2 separate regions of the Mus musculus genome follow, and region 2 is linked to region 1. The links are chromatin contacts, called in public HiChIP or PLAC-seq maps. All regions are on one chromosome and are shown on one strand. Each heading gives the region's core, a stretch centred on a gene start, on an enhancer-like site or on the middle of the called end of the contact. The rest is flanking DNA. Distances are from core to core; before and after follow the strand shown.

The links. HiChIP or PLAC-seq counts read pairs in DNA pulled down with a chosen protein or histone mark.
Region 2: a contact with region 1 is called in an H3K27ac HiChIP or PLAC-seq map of microglia, with 3 times the contacts expected there. The contact joins two enhancer-like sites. A contact is called at or near these places in 2 of 484 Hi-C or Micro-C datasets (granulocyte-monocyte progenitors and nephron progenitors) and 4 of 115 datasets of contacts at active chromatin or transcription factors (the HPC-7 cell line, the SCID.adh cell line, microglia and 1 more).

Annotation. Positions count from the first base shown.
Region 1 is chr10:43,747,543-43,755,315 of GRCm38.p6, forward strand. All of the region lies in intron 1 of 1700027J07Rik (RIKEN cDNA 1700027J07 gene), which reads left to right. Among named protein-coding and RNA genes, the nearest start is that of 1700027J07Rik, 5.3 kb to the left of the region's middle. Within about 2 kb of position 4,954, at least 105 of the 459 cell types and tissues checked have an H3K27ac peak or open chromatin away from gene starts, as enhancers often do. A contact at or near this core is called in the HPC-7 cell line, granulocyte-monocyte progenitors and microglia, where this site is marked.
Region 2 is chr10:43,851,819-43,859,591 of GRCm38.p6, forward strand. No RefSeq gene overlaps it. Among named protein-coding and RNA genes, the nearest start is that of 4933404K13Rik, 30 kb to the left of the region's middle. Within about 2 kb of position 4,378, at least 63 of the 459 cell types and tissues checked have an H3K27ac peak or open chromatin away from gene starts, as enhancers often do. A contact at or near this core is called in the HPC-7 cell line, granulocyte-monocyte progenitors and microglia, where this site is marked.

The DNA of each region.
Region 1 (7,773 bases), core at 3,704-6,203:
CAGGAGAGGGCTTGACTCTCTGGGTTTCCCTATGCCCTCCTCCCTGAACAGATAGTTTCAGATTCCAGTGGAAGTCATCCAACAGACCAAGATCCCTCACTTTCCTCCCAGCATTCCTGCTAAATACAGCATCCAGGTCAACTGGAGTCATCTGCAAGTGCTCTCTCTGGCGCTCTCTTCCCATCTCTTAACTGGGCGTGGGTGTCCTGCACTACTGACTTTCCCATAGTGCTCAGGTGAGAAGCATGTTGTGGGCGGGGCAGTCTCAAGATGTCTGTACCACTGTTGGTTTACTGCTCCTGACTCTTTCTGCTGACGTTGATGTTGTCCCTAGAATTCTCATTCATTCTCTCTCTCTCTCTCTCTCTCTCTCTCTTCTTACCCCCACCCCCACCCCATTTTGGTCCTTTAGTTCCCCACTGGTATTAGTGTTTTCTCTTCAATTTGGAGAACTTGACTAGCTATAATTGCTCTGCTTTGTAGGTCTCTAACATATTTCCCAGGGAGGAGACACGTACTGCCTGATTCTTGGTATATTACGTATGCACCACCTGTTTTCCTGCTTGTCTGGCTTCCATGAAACCCCTGGATATAACACGTAGCCTACTGCTGCTGACTTCTGTAGCCATATTGCCTTCCTGGCTACCGCTGCAAAAAACAGTCCTGCTAACAACAGCTTCCCTTGACTCTTTCCTTCCTTCCTTCCTTCCTTCCTTCCTTCCTTCCTTCCTTCCTTCCTTCCTGGTGAGCAGGTGGAGGCAATAATGGAGGTTGGAACTAGGAACTCAATCTAGCCAAGTGTTTCACCAGCAAGCTACAGCAGCAGCCCTGGCTCTCTTAACTCTAATGCTACTTACTATTCATGGGTTCATGGGCTCTTTCTCTTTTTTTCCTCCCATCTTTGCTCTCAAGCTTGACCAGTGAATTTATGCATAGTATTAATTTTACATGCATCTTTGCATAGTAAGCAAATTATTCTCATTTCCTGCCATTTCCACACCCTACTAGGGGAAGCCCAAAGGACAGCTTCGGGATATACTCTGCCCTTTGTGACCCTGCCCGTTCAGAAGTCAGTCATTTGCTTAACTCATAACCCAACAGACTTAGATGCAAAAGACGGTTAGTTCCATTTCTTTCTGGGAAATTTCAGCAAGTAATAAAAAGATTTGCTAGTATGCCCAGAGATAGGGACATTGATAGTTGGGACCAAATAGTGAGTCATGGCAAAGCCATGAGGGGATTATTTTTAAAGGAGTTTAAATTTTTTCTTCTATGTCGTGAAATAATCATAACTACATAATTTCCCCCTTCCTTTTCTTCAAGCCCTCCTATAAACCTACCCCTTGCTATTTTTCAAATTCATAGTCTCTCCATTAATTGTTGTTATGTAGGTACATGTAGGAATATATATGCATTCCTAACTGAGTGTTAAATTTCAAAGCTCTGGACAAGTAGTCACAAGAAAGAAGAAAACAGTTCCAGGTCTAGAGAAAAGAGAAGCCAAGGAGACTGAGTTAGATAAGAGTTGAAAACCAACGGCCCAACTCTGCAGAATGCTTGGCTCCTGGTAGAAGTTGCTCCAGTTACTCTCCCCCACTATTCTGTGCACCTTTGAGACACAGACCCATCGGGCCAGGGAGGGCTTAACCTGGGTCAGAGGTTAGTCAACAACTTTTTACTGCAGAAGGCAAGACAATAAAAATTTTCAGTTTTGTAGGCTTCAAGTCTCTTGGAACCATAGAAGCATTAAGAGCAGTCAAAGGAACACATACGACTATGTTCTCACAGACCCTTATGGACACGGAAAATTGAACTTTACAAAAAAGAAATATTTTATTTGATACATTTGAGAGTTTGCCCGCATGTATGACTGCTGCAATGCCTGCAGAGGCTAGAAGAGGGAGTCAGATCCAAGGGACAGTGGTGAGCTGCCACCTGGTGCTGGGAACTGAACCTGGTCCTGTGTAAGAGTGGTCAGTGCTCTTAACTGTTAAGCTATCTCTTCAATCCTTTACTTTTTGTGTGCCCCCCAGATTATTTTAATTTTATTTCTTCTCAGTCATTTATAAATGTAGAAACCACTCCTGCCTTGTGATCCCGGGAATCATAGCCTGGGGATGTAGCCTTGTACCCCAACTCAGTACTGGGAGATCAACACAGGGCTTGCCATGCAGAGTACTGGGCTGATTGTGAGTCTTCTGCAGTTTCCTATTCCCCTTGGCAATGGAACACCAGAATAACAAATGGCCAAGTGGTACAGAGAGTAGGGCACAGAGCCACCAGTTGAACTAATACTGAGACAAACGCTACGAACGATGTGGCCAAAATTTGTGCATACCACAAGAAGGTAGTTCAAAGAGGCTTGTGGCAAGTCTGCAAATTAGGAGAAGGCTTGGTTGGAGACTTGCTTAGATCCAATGCCCAGAGGCCAGGATGGGACAGAGTCCTTTAGCAAGTAGAACAGGGTCACACAGAAGTACCAACTGACAGCACCATGAGGCCCTCAGAGCAGAACTGCCTACCTCTAGGTTGGCTATAGCTTTCAGAGACTAAGTGAGAGAGGATTGCTAGTGCTATGCCGACTGGGAGTTACAGAAAGCTCCTGCTGGACCAAGAATGGAATGTAGCATTTTGGGAGCAGAATCTGCTTTTCCTTAGAGGATTTTTTAAAAATCATTTATTTATTTATTTATTTATTTATTTATTTATTTATTTATTTATTTATTGAGATTGGATTATTGATTGATTGATTGATTGATTGATTGAGATTGGATTTCTACCATGTGTCTAGGATCCCAATCCTCTTGCCTCTGTCATAGCTATATACATACTGTAAGCATCTCGATAGAAACATTTGCCTACCAGATACTCAAGCAAGGATCCCCAAGGAATTGCAATTTCCCCAGAAACCATTCTGGGGAAGAAAAGGCTGAAGCCAGGTGCCTGTCAGGAGACAAGCTTGGTTTCCAGGGATAACTTTCACACAGTTCTGCATGGTTAGCAGACTGCTTTGCAGGAGGGACCCATCAAGATAACCGTGGGTCAGGGATTGGGGAACCACAGCTGATTTTGGGCTGCTGAGCTGTGCACGCTTGCTGTCCTCTTTGGAAACTAAGCTATGCCGGCGCATCTGAAGATGGATGCAGGGGTCCCTGGGCCTCGGTATTTATTCCTCTCCCCCATGTGCCCATATTGAGCAACGCTCTCCCCCCTTCCCTGTTTTCAATTAATGTCACTTGTGTATTTAGTTGGTGTATGGTGAACAGCCTAGCTTGTTAGAACTGCAAAGGCTCAAAGACTAAAACTTCTGGCAACAGTATCACCATGCCCGTCTCAGAAGTCTTTTTATCTATAAAGAGGGCAGGGCATAGGAAAGCTCCACTGTTTCTTCCGACACACTGAGAAGGTCTCAGGTCCATCGCACAAAGGCTGGTCGCTCTGTCTGACACAGAGCAGCGATCAGGCTCCAGGCCACTGTTGGTGTGTTATGCATTTCCTGTATGGTCATGGGGTCACCCTGGGAAGTTCTCTGTTAGTGGTTCAGCTTTGGTGATCCAGAAGAGCCCTAGAAGCAGGGCTGTGATCTCAGGAGGGTTGTTCCGGAACACTCTTAGAATCTCGGATCACGTTCCGAGCCAGGGGTCACCCAGCAGTCCTCAGCTGCCTGCCTCTCACTCTCTTCGAGGGAAGCAAAACTTGATGTTGTTAAGTTTCAATTTCTTATCTGCCCGAGTGTGCTACATCGTGTTTACTGGTGTAGCACACCAAGAATCCTCAGATTTTTTTTCCTTTTGAAATATTTAAATCCAGTCTTCAGAAGCTAAACATTTCATAATAGATATGGAATGTATATAATACTGTACATATTATCTCAGGTAAAATAAACTACAATCATTTATTACCACGAGATACCTATCAGTTCAATGTAATGTTTGTCTTAGCACTTACACTTTCCCGAAATGAGCATGGCAGCACATACATTTAAATCCCAGAGCTTGGGAGGCAGAGAGGCAGGGAGGCAGAGAGGCAGGGGCAGGGGCAGGGGCAGGGGCAGGGGCAGGGGCAAACGGGCAGATTTCTATATATTTGAGGCCACCCTGGTCTACGTAGCAAGCTCTAGGCTAGCCAAGGCTACATGGTGAAACCTAGTCTCAGATGACAAAAAAACAAACAAAACAAAATGAACAACAAAACAAACTAACAACCCCAAACTGAATTTCTGTATTTTCCTCTCTCTCTGATTGTCTCTCTGGGGGGTTCATCTTGGTCCCTATGGGTGGATAATGGGCACAGCAGTACCAAGGCCTTGGGAGACAGAGCTTTTGGCTCTCAACTCTCATCTGCTTACCAACTTATCATGTTCTGTCATGTCTTCACAGTGATTTGCCAGCGTCTGCTACTCCTGACCCCAGTCACCCCATGGCTTCCAGTCACCAAGCCCACAGAGCCCCCTTCTCTCAGCCCAACCTCAGTTCCTTGGGCTCTTCATTGTCTAGAAGGCTAGCCACTTGAGGATGCTTGGCTGCCTTCTGGGCCCCCTGCTGTGATGAAGCTTTCTGTGAGGCATTGTCCAAGTCCCTTAGGCCAGCCCTTTGCTGGTGCCTTGCCTAGTGAAAGGTCTCTTCTATGTTTGTAGAGCCCATGGCCGGCTGCCAGGGATGTGAACCATGACAGCTGCTGCTCTGTTTCCTCTTTAGCCAGCCTGGGTTTTCATTGCCTCACCTCCCCAGACCAAAGCAAAGCTGACCCCTCCTTGTCTGCCTGTCACTGTCTGCCTGTCTCCCTTCAACACTAGGCTTGCAGGCATCTTTCCTGTGGATGCTGGGGATCCAAGCACAGGTTCCTGTGCCTGTACAGCAAGAGTTCTCTCGATATGCTTTTCTAGATACTCCTAAGAAAAGGTTAACCTTGAAACTGTAGGATAAGAAAGAGGAAGTGTCCAGATAGTGAAGCTCTGCACAGAAGTGTCTCTCATACGGCATTGGGGTACATTAGTCTGCATTTAATTGTGGCTATATTCTGGATCTAGAATGTTCCCTAATGGTCTGCACGGTTAAGGATTAGGCCAGTAGCTTGCTCAGCTATTGGGAGGCAGTAGACTCTGTAAGAGATGGAATTTAGTAATGGGGGGATATTAGGTTGAGGAGAATGTACCCTTGAGACTTTGGCCACCAGCTCTCCCCCTCCGCCTCCTTCTCCTCCTCCTTCTCCTCTTCTCTTCTCCTGACCACCATGAGGACAGAAGGCTTTCCCTGAATGCCTACACCATGGTCTACCATGCCAGTATAGGCCCAAAGCAACAGCACCAACCAAGTGACCACAGACTGATAGATATAACATAGCAAACTAAAGTTTCTTCTCCTTTTTTTTCCCCTTTGATTTAAGTTTTATTGCATTATGATGAGAAAAGATATATAATTTCAATTTATTTGAACTTGTTAACATTTAAAACCATATTTTGAGTAGATAGATTTACATCACATTCTTCTTTCCCTTTTGTACCCCAACTCCTCCTGGAGAGCTCCCCACTTCAAAACCTATAATACCTTTCATTTTTATCATATTCTTTAAAATTTATAAAATATTGTAACAATAAAAATGAGTATTATAAAAGTTGTTTGATATAAAACAACAATCAATTGAACAGTCTTATGTAGATGTTTGTCTATAGCAATGCTGAAAATACATACATTTTTCTCAATATAAATTTCAAATAACTCCAAATATATTAACTGTATGATATTTTAAAATAATATATCGCTATTAGTTTATTAAATGAACATAAATAAAGTCTTTTTGTTTATTTTGTTTTTAGTAGAGCTTAAAATCTTGGCTCTTACTGTGGTACAAACACAAAATAAGAACAGTTTTTGGATATTGAAGTTCATTGTAATAAGGCTGTACTTGAATGTCCCTCACATCACCAAAACATTTTACCTCCATAGTAGCTAAGCTAAGAGTTGACAGTTCTGCTGGGTCAAGGAATGAATTGTAGGCATGATTTTTGGATACAGATTTCCTGCTACAGTCAAAGCTATTTCACTTGTGTGATTGTCATCATTCTCAGCCTGCAGGGAACAGGTTACATTCATTTAAGAAATGGTGTGTGTATTAAGATGGTCTACCTATGAAGTCATTCATCAACTGTTTCAATGAACAATGGTTCTGCTTAGAGGGTGGCACAGACATTAAGTGAGGGTAAGATTCTGGTTCATTGGCTGTGATGATTTTGAAACGCATTCATCTCAGAGTAAGAGTAACTTATAAAGTCCTCTTCTTCAAAATTGATACAATAATTGTAAATATCAAGCAAAGCCTTCTGTCTCACTGTTTACTGTTCTCTTACAAGCCGCCTCCCAAATTAAATGTCTACATTTCTTTTGGTTGTATAAACAATTTTGAAATATGTAAGCTGTTCTGAAAACCATAATATAGAGTTAAAACATCAAATAAACAATCCTACAAATAGAGAGACTGAGATAGGAGAAGCATGATTTCAAGACCATTATGTGGCACAGAGCAAGACCCTGTCATATACAAACAAGCAGAAAGTGTATATGGATTGTACAATATTGGACCTATTTCTCCCATTACCAAATTAGAGAGACCATGGGATAACAACCGACAAATTTCTAATTCCTCATATTTTTGAATTTCAATCAATTAGGATATGTTGGTAATATTAATTTTCATATTAAGCGATATTAAGAAAAAGTGATTGTTACTTCCTGTTAATTTTCTTGTTAGAGGTGGAATTATGTTTGTGTGGGTTTGTTGAAAGATTACTTTCTTGCTTCTTCTAGGGTGTAGTTTCCCTCCTTGTGTTGATGTTTTCCATCTATTATCCTTTGTAGGGCTGGATTTGTGGAAAGATATTGTGTAAATTTGGTTTTGTCATGGAATATCTTGGTTTCTCCCTCTATGATAATTGAGAGTTTTGCTGGGTATAGTAGTCTGGGCTGGCATTTGTGTTCTCTTAGGTTCTATATGAGATCTGCCCAGGATCTTCTAGCTTTCATAGTCTCTGGGGAGAAGCCTGGTGTAATTCTGATAGGTTGGCCTTATATGTTACTTGACCTTTTTCCCTTACTGCTTTTAATATTCTTTCTTTGTTTAGTGCATTTGGTGTTTTGACTATTATGTGAAGGGAGGAATTTCTTTTCTGGTCGAGTCTATTTAGAGTTCTGTAGGCTTCTTGTATGGTCATGGGCATCTCTTTCTTTAGGCTTGGGAAGTTTTCTTCTATAATTTTGTTGAAGATATTTACTGGCCCTTTAAGTTGGGAATCTTCACTCTCTTCTATACCTATTATCTTTAGGTTTCATCTTCTCATTGTGTCCTGGATTTCCTGGATGTTTTGGGTTAGGAGCTTTTTGCTTTTTGTGTTTTCTTTCACTGTTGTGTCAATGTTTTCTGTGGTATCTTCTGCACCTGAGATTCTCTCTTCTATCTCATGTATTCTGTTGGTGATGCTTGCATCTATGACTCTTCATCTCTTTTCTAGGTTTTCTAACTTCAGGGTTGTCTCCCTTTGTTATTTATTTATTGTTTCTACTTCTGTTTTTAGATCCTGAATGGTTTTGTTTCTTTCCTTCGCTTGTTTGATTGTGTTTTCCTGTAACTCTTTAAGGGATTTTTTGTATTTCCTCTTTAAGGACTTCTAGCTGTTTACCTGTGTTCTCCTGTATTTCTTTAAGGGATTTATTTATGTTCTTTTTAAAGTCCTCTATCATAATCATGAGAAGTGATTTTAGATCTGAATCTTACTTTTCT
Region 2 (7,773 bases), core at 3,128-5,627, 100 kb after region 1:
GTGCAGCAAGCACTGGTGCAGCTAAGCCAATTCCTCAGTATAAGTTGCATAGAATACAGTATCATAACAAAAGTCACTACCACTAAAGCAACTGCCATGAAAATAAACTGCTTACAGGTGTGGCCAGGATATGCTGTAATCTCGGCATTTGAGAAGCAAACACAACTGGGTCACGAATTCAGTCATCATCAGCTACACGGTGAGCTTAAATTTACCTTTGAACTAACACACACACACCAAAAAAAAAAAAAAAAAAAAAAAAAAAAAAAAAAAAAAGAAGAAGAAAAAAAAAAAGGGAACACAGACTAACAGAACGGATTAGGAGATGTATCTGGTTTTTGCTGTCCCCAAGAAACACACTTCACATCCAGTGACAGACATTTCCTTAGGATAAATGATGGAAAAAACTGAAAAGCATGTGTAGCTTCTCTAATATCTGACAAAATAGACCCAACCGGAAGAGATAAGGAAGTACATTTTATATTCACTAGAGGAAAAATCCACCAATAGTATATTGCAGTCCTAAATATATTTATGTGTATTCTGCAAAATAGGAGAGAAGAAATATTTCCAAATTTCTCTTATGAAGCTAGCATTACCCTTATATAAAAACTAGACAAAGACATAGCAAAAAAAGTGAATTATAGACCATTATCTCTAATGAAGGGAGATACAAAAATTCTCAATGAAATACTGGCAAACTGAAAAAAAAAAACACCAAAAATTATTCAACATGATCAAGTTGGCTTCATCTTGAAGATGTAGGGATGGTTCAATATATATAAAATCAACAAGCATAGTTCACCATATAAACAGACTAAAAGACAGATGTGGAAAAGGCCTTTGACAAAATCTAGCATCCATTCATAATTAAAGTCCTAAAGAAAACAGGGATATAGTGGGCATATCTCAATATAGAGGGCAATATACAGAGCACCCACGGCCAGCATCAGCTTAAAAACTCTAAAGCATTTCCACTGACATCAGAAACAACACAAGGATGCTCACTCTCCTCCTGTCGAATGTGAGGACTTAGCTAGAGCAATAAATAAAGACAATACCGAAGACAAGCAGGGAACGAAGGATTGAAGTGTCTTTATTTGCAGATGATGTGTCTCTATAAAATACACTTAAGACTCCACCATAACCTTGTACAGCTGATAAGTCCATCAAGAAAAGTAGCAGGACACAAATTAATGAACAAAAATCATTATTCTTCCTATATATTGTGAGGGTGTACTGGCTGGTTTTGTGTCAAGTTGACACAGCTGGAGTTATCACAGAGAAAGGAGTTTCAGTTAGGGAGATGCCTCCATGAGATCCAGCTGTAAGGCATTTTCTCAATTAGTGATCAAAGCGGGAGGTTCCCTTGTGGGTGGTGCCATCTCTGGGCTGGTAGTTTCGGTTCTATAAGAGAGCAGGCTGAGCAAACCAGGGGAGGCAAGCCAGTAAAGAACATCCCTCCACTGCCTCTGTATCAGCTCCTGCTTCCTGACCTGCTTGAGTTCCAGTCCTGACTTCCTTTGGTGATGAACAGCAGTATGGAAGTGTAAGCCAAATAAACCCTTTTCTCCCCAACTTGCTTCTTGGTCATGATGTTTTGTCCAGGAATAGAAACCCTGACTAAGACAGAGGGCTTGAATGAGAGGCCCTCCATAAGTCTCAGGCATTTAGATACTTGGTCCTCAGTTGGTGGATGTTTGGGGATGATTAGGAAGTGTGACCATGAAGTATGCCACTGGGAACAAGCTTAAGGGGTTCAAAAGACTTACACCATTCTGTGTGTTTCTTACTTGTAGACTGAGGTGAGTTCCTTCTCCAGGGCCACCTCTGTCTGCTGGCTGTCACACCTGTCACACCTGTCACTATGATGGAGAACTCATCTCTTTGGAACTGTGATTCTCAAGTCAACTTTTTCTATAAATTGCCTTTGTCATGATGTTTTATCACAGAAATAGAAAAGCAGCTCAGAAAAAGTTAGTACCAGGGAGTAGAATATTGCTCTGATGGTCCTGAGCATGTTGGTTTGCAGGACTATGAATAAATCAGGGGTGTCAGGCTGGAAAAGTGGTTGAAGATTGAAAGCAGAGCTTAGTGGACCATCTTAGGGAGAGCGTAGAGAAGACAGCTTCTTAGAAACATGCAGACTCAGCCAGTCTACATCAAGAGGTTTCAGAGGGGGTCTGGACTAGAGACTCTCCTTGTATTATTAATAAGGATGTGGCTGCTTTCTGTCCTTGTCCTAAGAACTTGCCTGAGGGCAAATTTAAAAGTAATGGGATAATTTCTTTGGAAACCCACACTATAAATTAGAAAAAGGACAGAATCTTCAACAAATGTTCTGGTCAAGTTGTATATATGTGTAGAAAAATGAACCCCAATCCTCATCTCTCATCCTGCACAAATCTCAACTCAAACAGGTCAAGGACTCAACATAACACCTGATACCCTGATTGTGATAGAGCAAAAATAGAGGATAAACTTAAATTTATTGACATAGGCAAGGGCTTTCTGAACAAGAACCCAATAGTGCAGGCATATAGATCAACAATTAATAAGTGGTACCTCATGAAACTAAAAAGTTTCTATATAGAAAAGGACACCATCACACTAACAAAGAGAAAGTTCACAGAATGGAATTTTTTTAAACCAATTATCCACTAGACATAAGGTTATTATCTAAAATATATAAAGAGATAAAATAATTAAGCATAAAAAGACAAGCAATAGAATAAAAATGGAGCATGGAACTAAACAGAGTTCTCAAAATATGAAAAATAAATGAGATGATTTTTAGGTTCATTATCCATAGCCATCAAGGAAATGCACATTAAAACTGTCTTGAGTATTCATCTTTTCCCAATCAAAATATCTTAAGATTAAAAACAAGCAAACAGTAAATATTGGCATGATATGGGGAAAGGAGATTCTTATTCATTGCTAGTGGGCATGCAAACTGGTGCAGCTGCCATGAAAATCAGTGTGGTGGCTCCTCAAAAGCTAAACAGAGACCTACCTCATGATTCAGTTATCGAGTTCCTGGTCTATACTATCTTATACTGTACTGTACTATACTATACTACTCAATGCTCTTGATATCTTACTACAGACACTTGCTTGTTTGTGCCCATTGCTGCTCTGTTCATAATAGCCAGGAAGTGCAAACTGCCGAGGTGTCCATTCACTGTTGGATAGATGGAGGATGAAAATGTGGTACATTTATATGATGGAATATTACTACGATATCAAAAAATGAAAATGGGGCTGAAGAGATGGCTCAGAACTTAAGAGTATTGGCTGCTCTTCCAGAAGACACAGGTTAAATTTCCAGCATCCATGTGGCAGCTCACAAGTATAACTCCAGTTCTTGGGAGTCCAGTACCTTTTTCTGGCCCCCATGGGCACAATATGTACAAGTGCACATACGTGTAGGCAAACACTCAAACACATAATAGATACATCTCAAAAATATTAAATTAAATTATGAAATTTGCAGGGAAATAAACGGAGCTAAAAACAGATATGGCGAGTGAAGGTAAACTCAGGCTCAGAAAGACAAATGCTGCATGCGTTCTCTCATTTGTAGATGTTAGCTTTGACTCTTTAGATATGTTTGTTTCATTTGGAATACCACAGAGGTCAGGAAACTACTAAGAGGTCATGGAGAGGGGCTTTCAGCAGAGGAAACAGAGACTGCGGGTGTAAAAGTTTAAAAGAGAATTGTAGAACAAGAAGGGATAAATTGGGGTGGGGAGAAGAGGGAAGAATGAAAGAGGGAACTGGGAAGGGATAAATAACACTCACTATCTGTCAACAGGTTGCAATGAGAGCTACATCTGTAGAAACTTCCTAAAGTACAACTGCATACATGCATTTAGTAAAGATAGGAAAGGTAGATTTCTCCTATAGCAGAGCAACAATGTACACCCAAGACACGAGAGGCTAACAAATAAAAATGGCAGTGGCTCTTCAAAAAATTTATTATTATTATTATTATTATTATTATTATTATTATTATTATTATTTTGGGGTTGCTGGCCAGTGCGGTTCCAGACATCACAGGCAATAGCCAGTGCTGCTTGTCATTCTCTAGAACCCGATGGTAAGACCGCTGCTGGAGACAGCACATACTTGCATCACAGATCTTATTGAAATCAAGGTGGTATACACTTAGAAATTTCATTTCTATAGGCTATCCAGAGGAGAAAAGAAAGCATACCCAGCTGTAAAGCCTGTGAGCTACGGTAACATCGGACTGAACAAGACACGCCCACTAATGATGTCACGGGTGTAACCAACCACTCTCTCAGGCTTGCTCCACAAAGAGGAGCTCATACCTGGCCTATTATCAGGCTGAGAACCTGTGGTCAGACAGATCATAGGCCATAGAGAGAACCTATTACTATTGAACATCCCCCTACCCCTCCCCGCATCAAGGAGTGCTGTCTTCTGGACCGCGGAGCACAGATCATGCCCAAACACCAGTTTTCAACACAAAGAGATCCTTTGTCAAGCAAGATGGAGCTACAATGGCTGAATCTGAATCAGACAGAAACAGCGGCAGGTGACTTGGCAGGGGTGGCTTTTAAGGAGAAAAAAAGAGAAAGAAGTCCGTGCTAGGATGAGTTGGTAAGTCCTGAGTGGACATGTTAGTTAATGTAGCCAGACAGGGAAGTTTGATAGCTGGACCTTGGTGGTCAGCCTCAGGAATGAGGAAGTAACCAGATAAGGAGCCAGGTCTTGGTGGCCAGTTTCAGGAATGAGGAAGTGGCTAGATAAGGAAGTCTAGTGGTTTAGCAAGGAGAGAGGAGGGGAGGCCATGTTTGCCGTGGTTGGGCCTGTTAGGGTCACTCAACTATTATTCTGAGAAATTGGCATAGTACTAAAACATCATAATGATCAACAGAGTCCCACAACTGGCTAACAGTGCAGAAGATAAGAGACTGTAGAAAGCTCAGCCCTACAAGGAACATGTATACCACTCCCCCCTCCAGAGGCGCAGGGTCATTGTGGAAGAGGGAATGGGAAAATTGCTAAGAGCCAGAGGTGGTGGGGTGATAACAAGGGAACAGTGTCCCTGGACACAGCAGAACAGCACACATGTGCTCACGGTGGCTACCGACAGCATACACAAGGCTGTACGAGCCCAAGCCAGATCAAATCCAGCACGAGAAGGGAGATGGGCATGAAGTTCCACCCCTAGCCGAGGAACTATTGCCAACTGCTAGCTGCTGAAAGGGAAGGGTCAGTTTTCTACAAGAGTGTAGCCCTTCAGGAGGCAGGAGCAGGTGTTAGTTCAAGGCCAGCCTTGTTTATGAATGGGTTCCAGGACAGGCAGAGCTATGTAGCGAGACCTTGCCTCAAAAAAACAATAACAGTCTTCTGAGATCGGGAGGGATTTGTGACCCTGGCCAGGCTGGCTTTTCTGCTTCCCTAATGCTGTCTCAGGTCCCATGCGATTGGATTGGGATAGAAGTTGTGTTCCACTCACTGGTGGTCCCAAGATCGTGTGGAGAGACCTCTAGGGGACCTTGGGGGTGTCTGACGACTCAGCGCCCAAGGTGACCCCTACTTTATGTTTTTGAAAATGCTTCGATCTCCCTTCTAGCCCACCACCCACCAGAGGTAGGGAAAAGAAAGGGTAATAGGAAACAAGGCTGTGGACCTGTTTAGAAATAGTTCTTTGTCAGAACTATTTTTAAAATTTTTGTTGTCAGAAGTCCAGTCCACTAGTAAAACACCAAACATGAATCAGTAGTAGCTGCTCGATCCAGAAGAAACTGTGAGGATCTGCTCATTGGCACTTTGAGACTGTGGAAGCGACCAGAATACCACCAGAAGTTCTTTGGTGAATTTCTCTCCATTAAATCATTACAGGCGATCAGCAAAGAAAGCAAGGGGAACCAATGCAAGAGAATTGTCCACTGCGTGTTGGGTTTTAATCAAACTCTTTCCAAACATCATGTGCCCTCTCAAGCATCGGCACCAGCAAACCATCACATGCCCTTCATTAGGCAGCTTCCAGAAAAACACCTTATGTGTGTGGTTGTTCTCAGCGAAACATCCTCTCATGTGTCTGCTTTAGTAAAACATCCTCTCCATAAGACCGTTTCCAGAAAAACATCACATGACACAACTGAGCCTCCAAAGAAATCAGAAATTCCCACTTCACATCAACATGGCCTCTGCCTGAAGCAGGGCCATAGACTCCAACATGGCTGTTGGTATATCCAGAAGATGTTCCAACTGGTAAGAAGGGCACATGCTCCACTATGTTCTTAGCAGCCTTATTTATAATAGCCAGAAGCTGGAAAGAACCCAGATGCCCCTCAACAGAGGAATGGATACAGAAAATGTGGTACATTTACACAATGGAGTACTACTCAGCTATTAAAAAGAATGAATTTATGAAATTCCTAGGCAAATGGTTGGACCTAGAGGGCATCATCCTGAGTGAGGTAACCCAATCACAAAAGAACTCACCTGATATGTACTCACTGATAAGTGGATATTAGCCCAGAAACTTAGAATACCCAAGATATAAGATACAATTTGCAAAACACATGAAACTCAAGAAGAATGAAGACCAAAGTGTGGACACTTTGCCCCTTCTTTGAATTGGGAACAAAACACCCATGGTAGGAGTTACAGAGACAAAGTTTGGAGCTGAGACAAAAGGATGGACCATCTAGAGACTGCTATACCCGGGGATCTATCCCATAATCAGCCTCCAAACGCTGACACCATTGCATACACTAGCAAGATTTTGCTGAAAGGACCCTGATATAGCTGTCTCTTGTGAGACTATGCTGGGGCCTAGCAAACACAGAAGTGGATGCTCACAGTCAGCTATTGGATGGAACACAGGGCCCCCAATGGAGGAGCTAGAGAAAGTACCCAAGGAGCTAAAGGGATCTGCAACCCTATAGGTGGAACAACAATATGAACTAACCAGTACCCCGGGAGCTCGTGTCTCTAGCTGCATATGTATCAAAAGATGGCCTAGTGGGCTATCAGTGGAAAGAGAGGCCCATTGGTCTTGCAAACTTTATATGCCTAAGTACAGGGGAAAGCCAGGGTCAAGAAGTGGGGAGGGGGGAGTGGGGGGATGGGCACGGGGGATTTTTGGGATAGCATTGGAAATGTAAATGAAGAAAACACCTAATAATAAAAAAGGAAAACAAACAAACAAACAATAACAGTGAAAAAGTGCATCCCCTGGTAGATTATCCACAGCCAAGCACAACTTGGCCTAGATTGGGGGAGGGAGCATAAGGTTGGGTGAGAATGGAAGTGGGGGAAGGTGAAAGTAATGAAAACTCACTGTACAAAATTCCCAAAGAACCAATCAAAGCAATAAGAAAGGGAAGAAAGCACAGATTATTTAAAGGTTAAATCTAATCACTTGGCAGCTATATTTTTGCACACAAGGGTTTTCTAGGGTCTTCTTTGGCAGATAGTAAGCTTGACCTAGAATAATTCCTTCAGGTTTTAAGAACATCATATTAATATCCCGAAAATCAAACGCTCGCTGCCTTTTAAAAGATCCAAATTGCTTGAAAGGTCACAGAACGTCAATGAAGCAGACATTCCCTCCCTGTTGGCAGATGTGATATGATTTGTGCTGGAGTTTAATGTTAGACACTTCAAAACAAGACTGGTGTTGCTCCTAAGGAAAAAAAAGGTGGGGGGGGGGCAGGCTCCCAGGAGTTTCAGTGTTAGCTGCCAATGGGACCACCTAGAGCTGTCCCTTGGAATCTATGAGAGTTAGCT